Linked DNA regions of Zea mays: region 1 is linked to region 2. A link is a contact called in public Hi-C data. All regions are on one chromosome and are shown on one strand. The core of a region is the stretch at or near the end of the contact, and the rest is flanking DNA. Distances in the headings are between cores, read along the strand shown. Region 1 holds the start of LOC100282627. Region 2 holds the start of LOC100278591.

Evidence for each region. A called contact is a pair of places that touch in the nucleus more often than the background predicts.
Region 1: a Hi-C map of ear shows a contact between it and region 2, with 2.0 times the contacts expected there. The contact joins the promoter of LOC100282627 here to the promoter of LOC100278591 in region 2. A contact is called at or near these places in 2 of 25 Hi-C or Micro-C datasets (ear and leaf).

Annotation. Positions count from the first base shown.
Region 1 is chr1:301,878,778-301,882,944 of Zm-B73-REFERENCE-NAM-5.0, reverse strand. It overlaps LOC100282627, which reads right to left and starts at 1,678. Exons shown (of 7, transcript NR_158978.1): 1 at 1,432-1,678; 2 at 1,185-1,294; 3 at 878-1,065; 4 at 152-310. LOC103644278 (L10-interacting MYB domain-containing protein-like) reads right to left here. Exons shown (of 6, transcript XM_035964442.1): 5 at 3,969-4,167; 6 at 3,826-3,881. The coding sequence ends at 3,972.
Region 2 is chr1:301,736,665-301,741,136 of Zm-B73-REFERENCE-NAM-5.0, reverse strand. LOC100278591 reads left to right here and starts at 2,628. Exons shown (of 3, transcript XM_020549724.3): 1 at 2,628-3,389. The coding sequence starts at 2,963.

The DNA of each region.
Region 1 (4,167 bases), core at 429-2,928, 140 kb before region 2:
AAATTGACAAGATAGATGACACCAATTTTCTAGCTAGTAATGCATATGAAAATAATGTTTTTATAAAAAACACAAATTACTGCAAGTATTGGTTTGCATACTGTGCATTCCCAGTGAATAATCCTAGAACCAAGGGCATCCATTGACCTACCTGCTCGTCATGCAAAAATTTGCAGGATGCTCCACGGTTGCACTCTCCCTTCTGGAAAGCATAGCACATGCCTCGACTCTTCGGTACATCACTGTGTTTGTCATGCTCCCATCGTGCACCACTATCCTCTTTAGAACCCCAACCGGTGTTTGCATTTCTCTGAAAAATAATAATCCACGAACATCAGAATTTGTCACCAAACCAATAACGATAACAAACCAACATGTTGCTATGCTAGTGATTAGCAACACTATACATATAACGTAGAAATATGACTTTTGAAATTAAGCACAGGAAATAATCTTTCAGGGCATGTTTGGATATGGAGTAATTGGACCCAAACAAATCACAAAAAAAACTATGGTGACACCCCCGACCCCCGGTCTAAAAACAAACAGGGCATTTTGCACAAGCCACAGAATCCCGCAACAGTGCAAAGGAATCTCACAAATGTAAATTTGGGTTTCACCCTGATTAGGCCATTCAGTGATTCAACTGGAGTACATGTTAAGCCATGTTAATGCCAATACTTAGCACATTGAAGCTTATGTTGCTTCCAGCAATCATGACAAAACATCGGTACACTTCATTAAACAGTGGTTGCGAGATGACAGGATACCCATCTCCCCTCAACGACCAAACTGATTGACAAACTGATATATTGATCCTCAAAGACATTACCAGCATCGGTTTGCTACTCATCATGCGAATTCATAGCACACTGACCTGCTCATCATGTGAATATCTGCAGGAAGCTCCGCGGTTGCACTCGCCTTTCTGGAAAGCATAGCAGACTCCACGGGCCTCCCTCTTCTTCTGCAGCTCCTCCTCATCTTCCTCTTCCTTCTTCTTGTACTTGCTCACATGGTCAACCTTTATGATCCTCCCAAGAACTTTAGCTCCATTCAAATTGTCTTTACCATGCGAAATTAGGCAAGCAAGAACGATAAATATTAGGACTGAAGCAAGTAATTAACTGAAACTGAAAACACGTGCGACCAAAGATAAAAAGAGGGGCGAAAAGGATGCTTACCAACAGCAAGAATCGTGCTTCTCTGGTCCTCGTACGCGAGGAACGCGAACCCCTTGGATTTTCCGGTGCCCTTGTCGCGCACGAGGTTCACGTCGACAACCTCACCATACCTGCCAAAGCGGAGAGAGAGAGAGAGAGGGGAGTCGTCAGATCTCCCAGCCGGCCAGCCGGTGTCCACTCCACGGGGATGGGAGGGAGGGGAGGAAAGTAAGGCGTGAAGCGGAGAAGGTGAGGGTCTTCCACTCACTGCGCAAAGATGGCGAGGAGGTCGCCCTCGGTGAGGTCGAAGGGGACGCCGCCGACGTAGACGTAGGCCGAGTCCTTAAACTTGGCGTGCCACGACGCGTCCTCGCCGATGCCCAGGAGCGCCTCCTTCTGGTTGATAATCTGCGTCCGCTTCACCTGCGTGAGGGGATTCATCGCCGCCGCCCCGGCCGCCGGCGCCGCGCCGCCGACTACTCGAACAGCGGCGGATTGGAAGACGAAGGGGGGAGTCGTGTCGGTCAGTCGGTGTTTGGGGTCGAACGGGCTTTTGGATTTCGCTAGACCTGATTTGATCAAGGGTCGGGCCAAGAAAACCGTGCTGCCCGGCCCGCGGCCCACCCTAGCGGAAAGTATGCAGTCGTTCGATTGATCCACTCATCTATAATGTTTTTTAGGGTGATTTGGCTCTGACTTTTACCCTTAAAAATCAAAACCTAAATCAAAAGAATGATTTAGGGAGAAGTTTTTTCTAAAATCCGACTTTTTCGATTGCGCTGAACTGAAAGCATCTTTAGGCCTGTTTTTAACTGTTTTCAGATGGAATCGTGAATATATATAGAAAACTTTTAGGGGCTTAATTTCTACCAAATAGTTTTTAACTTTTTAACAATTCACTTCTCGTATCTTTTTCCACAACTCACAGCTAACATCAACTTTTTTCACCACCACAGTCCAACTATATATATTCCTCTATTTTTGAAACTGTCATTTTTGATGGTGCCTTTAGTGACACTAGAATAAGTGGCGCCGAGACAATAGAATTCTTGAATAAATTGCTATATACCTTTCATATAAATTGTTCTCGAGTTTTGGCAGATTGGGGCAATAGTAATAAAATACTTTAGGTGTGCATGAGACTATCACGATAATTAATGAGCATACAATATATGTTGTTCTAACCAGGCACACCAATCCATCCTTGCAGAAGCCATTGGCCATCCCGGCAAACCAAGAAATCTTTGTGGTAATGCTTCGTGACCTCGTCTTTGTAGCCATCCAGAAGAGGCATGTTCGTTCGTTTCTTGCCTGCCACTGTCTATACTTCTTAGGGCGCAGCACAAGGTCGCTGCCCTCACAGGAGATGCCATTGAACACGTAGCATCCCATAACGAGTTTCTCGAACACCAGTCGAGATTCGCTCTCCCTCGGTAAGGTTGCGTCCAACATGTCGAACATCGCCGTGCAGTAGAAGAGTATCTCCCGAAACCGTGACAGGAAGGAGGAACCATAAGGGCCTGTTCGGCAGCTCAAGAATGAATCCAGGCTAGGAACAGTTACAAGCCAGGATTCAGTGAATCCGGCCCTTTCACTTGTTCCGGATATGTAATTAATCCGGCTGGAATGAATCAAGGGAAGCAATTTTTATCTGTTTGGTAGCAAAGGATTGAATCCTGTCACTTCAGTTGAAAGAAAGCAAATTTTCAGCCACACACTGACAGCGGTAGTAGGCGATGTCGGACCACAACAAAAAAAATTGTGATAAATTTTTTTTATCCAACTCTGGTATCATTCCTGTACTATGATAGGCATCATTCCTTTTGAATCTTAGGCTCCACCATGATGGAAGGGCACCAGCAGACAACAAATGCAGGATTACTGTGTACAATGAAACAAGCACAGTGTTGTTGAAAGTCCCATTGACAACCATCCTATGATCTCCACCTCTAGCTTTGAGCACCAAACTTTGTACAAAGGACCTAAATACAGAGCCTGGAGGCTGAGGCGTAGACATTGGTGGAATAAAGCATATTACCAAGCTGCAAAGTTCACGATGCATCTCCTCAATCTGAAAAGAAAATAGCAGCATGTGAGTATATGACAAGAGAGGAGGGAGAGAGATTTAGATACCTACTAGCAATAGCACGTTAAAGTATTCTATTAACCAAATGGCAAAGTTAAATCACAGGCAACCGACTCAAGAAAAAATCATGTCTTGTCAGCTTGTTGACCCTCATATGGGTGTCATGCACTAATGCCTTCCAAGGACATGGGCAAAGGGTATTGAAAGGTTAACCCCAAAAGCACAAAGCATGAACTTCAAATGAATTGGGCAACATACAAGTATAGAAAATAGAAGGTAGCAAAAGCATAAGTTCCTAAAGCAATAATATCCAATCACAACAGTGCACTGTAGATTCCTGCACGTAGTATTGGTAAAAAAACAAACGATCGTCCATGCTCTTACTGGTGCCTTGACGTAATGCGTAGGTACATGAAGTCATGAAAAATACATGGAGCGGTCAAATGGAATTAATCTGCAGAGCTAGGCCGACAAATAAATTGGACTAGAAATAACCTACATCGAATACGTACACTGCAGCTGAAATGGGAAAGAATAGACAATTCAAAGTTCAGCTGAAATGGGTAAGAAGGGAGAAACGACTCATACCGAAAGTTCTCAAAGGGGAAGCATCACCGATTGATTACCCAAACCTGTCCAAACAAATGGAACAATTAGATTGGAATATAAAGGCCCAAGTGAATATGGTTGAGTGGAAGGTAAAGACACAAATATCATACCTACTAAGCCATCTCATTTCTTAGCCAAATCAAAGCTGATTCTTGATCCGCTTCACATGCACATATGAAAGTCTCTCTATTCTCTTTGCTCTTGGTGAAGACTGAATATGCTTTTGCCTTCTCCATTTTGGTCACTTCTTCCATTGTGTTCAGAACTGATATGCACCTTTTGATGGAGAAATCTTCACTTTGAGCTGCC
Region 2 (4,472 bases), core at 1,379-3,878:
CTGCATTTTGTTGCTTATTATGGTGCTCAAGTTGTACAAACACTCCCTGGACCTCACAAGTCCGTTGCAAAAGTGATGCACATGTTTAGGGGGAGATGTGTTACAACTTGACCCTTTGAGACTAACCATATGCTTGAGATTGTTTGATTTAGTCTCGAAGGAAAATTGAAAGGGAAAAGGTGGACTTGGACCATGAAAGACTTCCACTGCACTCCGATGAGAGGGTAACTTATTCCAAGTCCATCTCATGAACTCTTATTGCCAATTGATCTTATTGAAGTTTTTGGTGAGGCAATGGGGTTAAAGGGCCAAAGTTGATCCCGTTTTGGTGCTTGATGCCAAAGGGGGAGAAAATAAAGGCAAAAGCAATAAATGGATCAGCTACCACTTCAGAGATTTGAAAATAGTAAAGTAGAGCTTTTGTTTTGTCAAAACTCTCTTGTTGTCTCTTTTGTCAAAAGTTGGCTTCTTGTGGGGAGAAGTATTGATTATGGGAAATAGGGGGAGTTTTTGAAATCTTTGATCAATCTCTTTTTGGAATGACTCTCTTTATGCTTCAACATGTGTGTTTGACTTAGAGATAGAGATGTGAGTTTGATTTACAAAAACAAACCAAGTGGTGGCAAACGATGATCCATATATGCCAAAATTGAATAAAACTCAAATTTGTTTTATTTGAAGTGATTTTGAACTTGTTCTAGTTGCTTTATGTTGTGTTGGCATAAATCACCAAAAAGGGGGAGATTGAAAGGGAAATGTGCCCTTGGGCCATTTCTAAGTATTTTGGTGATTGAGTGCCAACACAAAGTGCTTAAATGTGAATCTATGCCCATGGATGGACAAGTTGCAAATCACAAGTAAAGGTATGTTTCTAAGCCTTAGTACATTGGTTTTGTGTACTAACATACTTATCTAAGTGTTAGAAACAGAGAGAAGAAGGAAGAAGAAGAGTTGGCTGTGTACAGCCAAAAGGCTGCTTCGGTCTGGGGCACCAGACAGTGTCCGGTGCGCCAGGCTGCCTCGGGCGAAGAGGCCGCTCTCGGGAATTTTGCCGACGGCGTACGACTATAATTCACCGGACTGTCCGGTGTGCACCGGACTGTCCGGTGAGCCAACGGTCGGCCGAGCCAACGGTCGGCCGCGGAATCTGCGCGCGACACGTGGTCTGGCCAACGGTCGGAAGGAGGCACCGGACTGTCCGGTGTGCACCGGACTGTCCAGTGCGCCAGATCTGCAACAGTCGGCAACGGTCGGCTGCGCCTGTTAAGGAAAGAAATCGGGCACCGGACAGTGTCCGGTGTGCACCGGACTGTCCGGTGCGCCCGACGACAGAAGGCAAGGATGGCCTTCCAGATTTGTTCTCAACGGCTCCTAGCTGCCTTGGGGCTATAAAAGGGACCCCTAGGCGCATGGAGGAGAGAACCAAGCATTCCTTGAGCACTCTTGATCACTCACACATCAATCTTGCGCACTTGTTCGACATTCTAGTGATTTGAGCTCCGTTCTAGTGTGCTAGTTTCTTGAGCTCAAGTCTGGGTCTTGTGTGTGCGTATTCGCTGTGATCTTTGTGTCGTGTGTGAGTTGCTAATCCCTCCCTTGCTCCGTGATTCTCTGTGAACATCTTTTGTAAGGGCGAGAGGCTCCAAAGTGTGGAGATTCCTCGCAAACGGGATTGAGAAAAGAAAAGAAGAACACCGTGGTATTCAAGTTGATCATTGGATCACTTGAGAGAAGTTGAGTGCAACTCTCGTCCGTTGGGACGCCACAACGTGGAGTAGGCAAGTTTTGTACTTGGCCGAACCACGGGATAACCACCGTGTCATCTCTGTGATTGATTTCTTGTGGTTATTGTGTTTTGACTCCTCTCTAGCCACTTGGCCATAACTGTGCTAACACTTAACGAGTTTTTGTGGCTTAAGTTTTGAAGTTTTACAGGATCACCTATTCACCCCCCCTCTAGGTGCTCTCACCATTGCCACCTATCAGTGTCGTAATGGACATGTATTGGATGTGTATGTAGCTGGTACATGGTAGGTTATAAAGGAGGCATTTGGGCTAGTAAGAAGATCCACTCTGGTACTTTTTTGCTCACGACCGAGATTGTAGCCCTAGCAACCCTCCCTCTCTGTTCGCCCCTGCATGGGACCACCAGATTGTGGCGCTAGAGAGTCTTATAAGGTTAGTATGACCTATGTTGATTTAGCTCAGAGCGACTAGAGTTAAGGTCAACCTGGCCTGAGTGACCACTGACCATGTTGGTTCTCACTTTGGTCGATCTAAGGTTGAGGTTGACCTGGTCAGGGTAACCAAGTCCAGGTTTGTCTAGGATGATTGAGGTTGGGATCAACTTGATCAGGATAAGTAGATCAAAGTTTGCTTGAGATGGCCAGGACAATTAATGATATAAACAAATCGTCAGATATATTTATTTGGTAAAACATCCCTTTATTCTGTCTCTTCTAGCAAAAAATCATAAAAAATTAGACTTATGTGAAATCAAATACTACGAAAATTTAAAAGGTCACCAAATCATTTCCACCTAGGACCCTTAGGGCATGTACGACCTAGAGACTAGTTCAGATTTCCAACTATAAAAGACATCTAAAAGACTATATGACACAATCATAAACTCTTAAATTATAAATAAAGTTAATACACAATATATAGAGAGAGTTTATATGAAGATGGACTCTTCGTGAAGAGTTCACTTAGCCTTCTATAGATTTTTAAAAGACACCTCATTTAATTGGGTTTTACATGGAGGTGGAAGTACTTATCATGACTGATGTTCATACAAAGGCAGGTTCACATGGTGAGGTTGCCGAATGCCGAGGCAGCGCAGCCGGCGCCCGGCAGCCACCGCTAGAGGCGGCCGGCGTCTCTCGCAAATACCCTACAAGGACAACGCCACAACGGCAAGGTTTCAGAAAGGAAAAAAAAGAAAGAGGCAACGGCAAGTCAAATGCAGAGCGGGAGTGCGGGACACCAACCCAGGCGCCTAAAGCTAAAGGCCCTCTCCAAAACCACGCCGCGCCGCCGCATTCCCGCAAGCATCTCGCCGGCGGAGGCGGCGCTCCCGATGCTCGAGTCTGACGTCCAACTCGGTAGCTCCCGTGCGTACCCGGGGGTCCGGGCCCCCGGAGCGTCCAAGGAAGCGCAAGAGGGGCACCGAGGCCCCGTCGCCCAGGCGCGCGACGCGGAGCTCGGCGGCGGCGCAAGTGGACGTGGAAGGCGCGGTGGCGTGGGCACGGCGCGCGGCCGCGGGGGAGCGGTCGGTGGTGTGCGGGCGCAACCGTCGCCTCGACGTCGACTTGGAGTCGCTGGGGACGGTGATCCTGTTGTTGTGGTGTGTGCGCTCCCAGCTCAACCCCGACATGCCTTTCTCCGAGGTGACCGCTCTTTCTGGGCCGAACTGCAGGGTTCTCTCGACGCGTTCGAATTCTTGGGATTTGCTTGCACGAGGATCGCCGTCGCTCTCGTAAAATTTTATTCTAAAATGGACCAAATATTATCGGTGTTTTTAGGCTTGCCGTAGTTCCGATCCGCTCAGGAAAAAGTTTCGTTAGGTGTCTTTCACTCGCCACCATTGAATGCCTCTGTATTCGTTAGGACACGTAATTATCAGCTGTTGTCTCTTCATGCGTCTCGCTTGCTGTAAGCCTGTAACCGTTTCTTCAGAGCGAGATTCTCTGCTGTCTGGATGGCAATTGGTTCGTCTGCATCTTTCATTTCTCGTGTCAGATTCTGTATCCGAATAACATGCCATTTTTAGTTGGAAGGGCCAAGATTGTCTGTATCTTCCATTTCTCGTGCGTTATTAATTCTGGTATTGTTTGATATGACAAATTTTGCCTCTTGAGCATGCTTAAGATGATCAAATGGAGAGTGGTGCTACTAGTTTCCACATTATTGTGGTGGGATTATCTTGGTCATGGTTCCCATGTCAAGATTACGTCACATTGACGGATGGTGGTTTTATTGGATGAAATTATTGGCTGGAGTTGTGTGTTTGTGAAAGAAATCGTTGAACTGTTGCCATCATCGTCAAGTTCTGCTGCTGCCTTGTCATTAATGTTTTTCACTGTTACCTTGTTTCAGATTTCTGATGGTGTAGTTCTTGTTGTTTCATTATTTCCTTGATTGAGATTTTCTGATTGTGTCACACGACACGCCTAGTTAGTATGTATACTGGAATATTGCACTGTTAGTTTTATTACCACTCTCATTGTCGACGTTGCAATTTGTAGAACGTCTACTGTGACTTTGTAGGAAGAATATTTTTTGCTTAATTAAATTATTATTATAGTTAGATTTTCATTGATTTTGTGGGAAAAGGATTCAGGCAAGGCGTTGGTTCTTGATGTTTTATTCTATCACTTATCATGTGTCTTCCGTTGGTTATGTTTGATTATGGAAGAAAGAATACAAGGAGCCATGATCTGCGCTGTCCGATGACAGTCAAATCAGATGAT